Linked DNA regions of Anser cygnoides: region 1 is linked to region 2. The links are chromatin contacts, called in public Hi-C maps. All regions are on one chromosome and are shown on one strand. The core of a region is the stretch at or near the end of the contact, and the rest is flanking DNA. Distances in the headings are between cores, read along the strand shown.

Region 1 (2,958 bases), core at 317-2,816, 160 kb before region 2:
AGCTGCGGGAGGCTGAGTCCGATCTGGCTAGCTGCCTTGCTGATAATGGGGTCCATTTTGTGGTTGATGCGGATGCAGCGGTAGCCGGAGCCTTTGAAGGGTTTCTCGGGAAACCAGTGGTGTTTGTAGTGCTCTGCAAGGGAAGCGAGAGGGGGAGAGCGGTGAGCGGGCGTGCAGCCGCCGCGAGGTCCGTGTCCCGCTGCAGTCCCAATGGGGGTCCCACAAAGGCAGAGGGAAGCGAGTCCTCCTTCGGCTGCCTCCATCAGGGACGCCAGGGCAGAGTTTGGCTGGTTGGCTGCTGCTTGCTCCCAGGCACGGGGATGTTGCTCTTCAGGTCCTAAAACCCCCAGCAGGACAGTGCCACGGGGGCTGCAGACAGGACCCCAAAACCTCACCCCAGCCACTTGGGGTGGGGGGGGGAGATATACAATATCAGCGGCACCACCCCACCACGGTCAGGGAGCAGCCTCCAGGTCTGTCTGCGACTCCAGGGGCAGGTCGCTGCCCCTTATCTCACCGAACAAACCATCCCGTCTCGGGGCTGATAACACAAAGGCTGTGTTAGGCTGGGAGGGGACGCCCGCACCACCCAGCTAGTGCTGGGCACCGGATGGGGGCGTGGGGGGCACCGAAACCCCACCGACACAGGGCTGGGGCACCGCTCATAGGGATAAGGCACAGAAACCAGCCTGGGGCCACCCCAGTCAAGGCTATGGGGTGCAACCTGGGGAAGAGACACAAACCCTCAGCTGGGGTCCAGCTCCTCACTTCTGGGGAAGCAGCAGCTGCTCACCCAGGACCCCACAGTGACACGGGTGGGGGACGTGGGTGGGTGCCAGCCCCAGGGGGTCACGGGTGGGCACCCAGGCAAGGCACAAACAACACCCAGCACCCAAGGGGGCACAGGTGGGTGCTGGGAAAGGTACATGGATGGGTGCCAGCCCCCAAAGGGACAGGGACGGGCACCATGCAGGGCACAAACAGGCACCCAGCACCACGGGGCACACGGCTGGGAGCCAAAGGAACACGGGTGGGTGCCGGCCCCTACACGTCCCCGGAGAGAGGACACCGGGTCGGGGCAGCAACACGACGGCCGCGGGGCAAGACCCCCGAGGGGGCTCCGGGTCCTGCCGAAGAGAAGAGCCCCGGAGGGGGGCTCGGATCGCCCCGGGGGGGGCTCGGATCGCCCCGGGGGGGGCTCTCACCTGCCAGCGCCTCCCGCAGCGCCCCGCCGAAGACCTGCAGCTGCTGCTCGCTGACGCAGCCCCGCGTCCGCAGGAGGCCGGAGACGAACCCGACGGCGGCGGCGATCTCGGGCAGCATCTCGGGCCGCATCTCGGGCCGAGGGGGGCAGCGCCGGGGGCTCATGGCTGTCCGGTGGGGGGGCAGTCCGGTGTCCCGGTTCGGCTCAGATCAGCCCGGCTTGGGGGTCCCGGCTCGGTTCCGCTCTGCTCAGCCCGGCCCCGGTTCGGAGGGTCCCGGCTCGGCTCGGCTCGGCCCGGGGGTCCCGGCTGCTCCCGGCCCGTCCCGGCCCCGCTCGTCCCGGTTCGGTTCCCGGGGGCCGCGGGCTCGGCGCCGCGCTTATAGCGAGCGGCGCGGGGAGGCGTCACCGGCGCGGCGGCTGCCATTGGCCGGGGCGGGCGGCGGTATGCAAATAGCGCCTGAGCTCAGCGCCCTGGAAGGAGTGACGTCAGCACGGGGGGGGGGGGGGGGGGGGGCAGTCAGCGGGGGGGGGGGGGGGGGGGGGGGGAAGGGACCGGGATCGGGACCGGGATCGGGATCTGGATCTGGATCTGGATCAAGACCAGGATCTGGATCTGGATCTGGATCGAGACCAGGACCGGGATCGGGACCGGGATCGGGATCAGGACCGGGATCTGGATCTGGATCTGGATCAAGACCAGGACCGGGATCTGGACCATCGAGACCAGGACCGGGATCGGGATCAGGATCAGGACCGGGATCGGGCCCCGCCGCCCCCCCCCCGCCCCAAGCAGAGCCCCCCTCCCCTCCCAGCCCCGGGGCACCAGGAGGGTTTTTTTGGGGGGTCCCTTGGGAGAAAGGGGTCGGGCAGGGCCCCCCCCGGGCTGTCCCTAGCGGTGGAGGGCACCCCGGGTCCTGGTGTCCTTCGTGGTGCTGGGGGAGGTGGTGCCAAGCTCCCCTTGGGTGCCAGGCGCCCTTGGGTGCTGTGCACCCCATGGAGCGGGGGTGCTGGGTGCTGTGCGGGACCCCGGCCCCACAGCCTGGGGGAGTGGGACCACCGGTGCCAGGCTTCCTCCCCTGCCCACCATCAGGTGCCTTCGTGGACATGGACACAGACCCCCAGGCACAGGTCACCCCCACAAAGGGATCCCCGGAGCCCAGTGGCACCACGGGACGGGGCTGGCATGAGGGGTCCTGGTGGTCCCCAGGACCCTGGCTCAGCACCGGGGCTCTCTTGGTGCCACTTCTGGGCTGGGTCACCACGGCTCTGCCAGCTGTGACAGTCCCCACCTCTGTCCCCTCTGCCCCCTTGCCCTCAGTCAGGTCGGGGGTGCCACCCGCCACGGGGCACTGCACCTCCCCAGGGGCGCGCAGGCAGGTTTCCATCGCCCAAAGTCCCCCGAGACGCATCGTGGGTCCTTGTGCCCTCATCACCAGCTCTGGGCAAGGCCAAAGCCTTTCCGGAGATCCCCAAAACAGGCAGGGAGAACTCAGCATCACCCCGGGGGGCGAGGGGGACACTACAACACCCGCCTTTGTCCTCCTGCCCAGGGAGCATTCGAGGCGAGGAGCGAGGGCCCCAGGAGAGCAGGAGGAGGTGGCTGCAGCGCCAGGACGTGTCCCGTCACGGAGCGGGGCGAGCAAGCCGAGGCAGGCAGGGAGCTGAAGCAGGCGTCCTCGGGTGCCTGCATCCAGCCCAGCAGGAAGGGAGAGGAGAACCGGTGCGAGCAGAGCATGGCCCTGCCGCTCAGCAAG
Region 2 (2,729 bases), core at 54-2,553:
CGGCTCCGTGCGCGCGCCTCACCCCCACCATAACCTGTTTTTGCTTTAGCTCCCGTCAACACAGCTGCAGCGGAGGTGCGTGGAAATGAAGCTGGAGAGCCGTGGAGACGCGTTGGGGCTGAGATAAAGCTGAGGTCTGGCAAGGCGAGCCGGAGCAGCTCGTCCTGCAGAGCAACCGAGGCCGGGCTGCCCGAGCTGGGGCCTGTCCCCCAAAGTCACCTGCGATGGCAGAAGCAGGATCGGTGCCTGGGTGCCTGGCACGGCTGTCCCCAGGGCCAGCGGTGCGGAGGGACAGGGCCAGCGCGCAGCCGAGGTGCTGTGGCACAAATCACAGGGACCTCTGCTGCCTGGCCATGCGGCGCGGTGCCATCCAAGTGACCGGAGGGGCTCCCGCTGGGTGGCTTGTTTGCTCACAGGGGGAAGCGCTGGTGCTGCAGGGGGGGTTCTTAGCGCATTTTTCTCTGTCCCGGCTCAGCAGGGAGCAGTGAGTAACCCATTAACCCGCTGCAACGCACTCGCTCCTGTGTCGGCAGGGACAAACCGAGCCCGGCACCGCGCTCCCTGCACCGAGTGGGTTTCATCCTGGCGGTGCCATCGCAGCCCAGCGCCATCAGCGGAAAGCTCCATCGCCGGCCCCAAACCACCCCGCTCCCCCCAAGCCCCGTCAGAGGACATCGAAGCCCCCCTGTGGGGACCCTCGGTGGGTTTGGTGCCGGCAGGGCCCGTGCCCCCCGCGGCTCCTCGGGGCGAGGGAGGGGGCAGCCCACAGCCCCCTGCACCTGCGGGCTGCAGCCCCGGGTACGGCGGCGCCTTGGTGGCTCCATCGCCACCGTCTCCTGCTCTCGAGGGACGCCGCGCGCTCTCCGGGGCCGTTTCCCCCAAAGACAAAGACCGCAGGGGCGGAGGGAGCGCTCTGCTGCCCGCCGCCTGTTTTTCCCGGAGAGGAACCAGCCGAAAAATCCCCCTCCCTCTCCCGGCTCTTCCACCTTGCCTTTCCCCGCGCAACAATTCCCGGATGGGGAAATCGTCCCATTTCCCCTCATTCCCGAGGGTTTTCTCCTCCAGCCCCGGCTCCCTCAGCCCCCATATGGGGAAGAACCACCCCGAGGGACCCCTGCCCACCCCACCTGCCCCTTCCCCGCCCCGAGGGACCCCTGCCCACCTACCTGCCCCTTCCCCACCGCGCTGGGCTCCGCCGTCCCGTCCAGCCCCGAGCACCCGAGCGGCTCCGACGCAGGCGAGGGAAGGGAGCCTGGGCTGGGCAAACTTCGCAAAGCGAAAGGAAAACATCCAAGCCGAGCGAGGGAAACTAATTTTTTTCTTTCTCTTTTTTTTTTTTTTTTTTTAATCTGCCTGCCCAGGAAACTGGATCTGTGTCAGCTGGGGTCCTAATTACAGGCTTTTTAGCCTAAACCTACAGAGGCAGCCAATGGCAGGGAATCAGAGCAGCGGGCGGGGAGGGGAAGAGCAAAGGCTTGGAGGGTGGGGGGGAGGTTAACCCTACAGGGCAGCGAGCTGCAGATGACATCTGTTTTCCTCCCCACCTCTCATTTTCCGAGCGTCCGCGCCCTCCCCTCCCTCCGCGGCTCGGTTCACCCCGGGTTGCCGTTCGGGTGGCTTTTATGCTGCGCGGCGATTTTATTTTCCTGCCTACATCAGAAAGAGCCGGAGCTTCATGAAAGAGGGGAAGCGGCGTGACAGCCCAATTTCGGGGCGGGGGAACCCTTTGGCTGGGCTCTCACAAAGGGCTTAGCCGGAGGCGAGCCGACACGTCCCAGTTTTCTTCTCAGGCCTGGGACACCTGACGTCTCCAAAAGCCATTTGCACGGCTTCGGCTGCACCCACGGCACCCGGGCAAGGAGCGGGGCGAGATTTATCAGCCTGTCTATGAGGCTGAGCCTCTTCGTTGTCCTTCTGCCTTTCCATGCACCCCGAGCTTTCCCTGCCTGCTCCTGGGACCCCGGGGGTGGGCGCAGGCACCGCAGCCCCTCTGTGGGGTCAGGACCAGGCACCGTGGCCCAGGAGCTGGGCTGCGTTTTGGGGCCGTGCTGGGAATCAGTAAATTGATGGAAAATTGATGGAAAATTGTCCGGAGATGTGGCCAGGCTCCGCGGCACGCCGGCGGTGCTGCGGGCTGGGCGCAGGGAGGTGGTGGTGTGGGGTTCTGGTGCTGTCCCACAGCGTTTTTGGGTTTTGTGTCTCTGTGAAGTCCCCCGGGGCTGGGAAAGCAGCAGGGAAAAAGGGGATGGGGCTGGGGGGGCGCCTCGCAGCCCCCTGGGCACCCGGCGAGGTCCCAGCTCCGTGCCGGGGAGGTCGATGTGCCGTTTGGGGCCACGCTGGTCACGGCTTTATCGCGCCTGTTGGTGGACTTTGCACGGGGGGGCCCCCGCGGCTGCCCCTGCCTGCGCCCTCCGCGCTAACGAGCAAAGTCCTCGTTAGCAGCGCAAGGGGACGCGGCCTCGGCTCCAGCTCCAGCCAGGCCCCGGCCCTGGGGGCGCCACGAGGTGCCCGTGGGTGCGGGCTGTGACGGGGGGGGGGCTGCCGGCCCCGAGCCGGGGGGGTTTGGTGGGAGAGCCACGGTGCGGGGTGCTGCGGGGACGTGAAACCGTGCTGCATTGTGCTGCCCTGCGCTCCCCTGCCCCACTGACCCCCCCGAACCCTCTCCTGCCCTAATGTCCCATATTAACCCCCCCGTAAGCCCCTATTGCTCCCCGTAAGCCCCTATTACT

The links. Hi-C and Micro-C count contacts between places; a contact is called where the count stands out from the background.
Region 1: a contact with region 2 is called in a Hi-C map of liver, with 5 times the contacts expected there. The contact joins the promoter of BTG2 here to the promoter of PRICKLE4 in region 2. A contact is called at or near these places in 3 of 7 Hi-C or Micro-C datasets (blood and liver).

Annotation. Positions count from the first base shown.
Region 1 is chr25:3,688,324-3,691,281 of Taihu_goose_T2T_genome, reverse strand. BTG2 (BTG anti-proliferation factor 2) reads right to left here and starts at 1,566. Exons shown (of 2, transcript XM_048071182.2): 1 at 1,206-1,566; 2 at 1-133. The coding sequence starts at 1,368. It overlaps LOC125183606 (a long non-coding RNA gene), which reads left to right and starts at 1,932. Exons shown (of 2, transcript XR_007165894.2): 1 at 1,932-2,958.
Region 2 is chr25:3,529,485-3,532,213 of Taihu_goose_T2T_genome, reverse strand. PRICKLE4 (prickle planar cell polarity protein 4) reads right to left here and starts at 1,303. Exons shown (of 8, transcript XM_048071186.2): 1 at 1,167-1,303.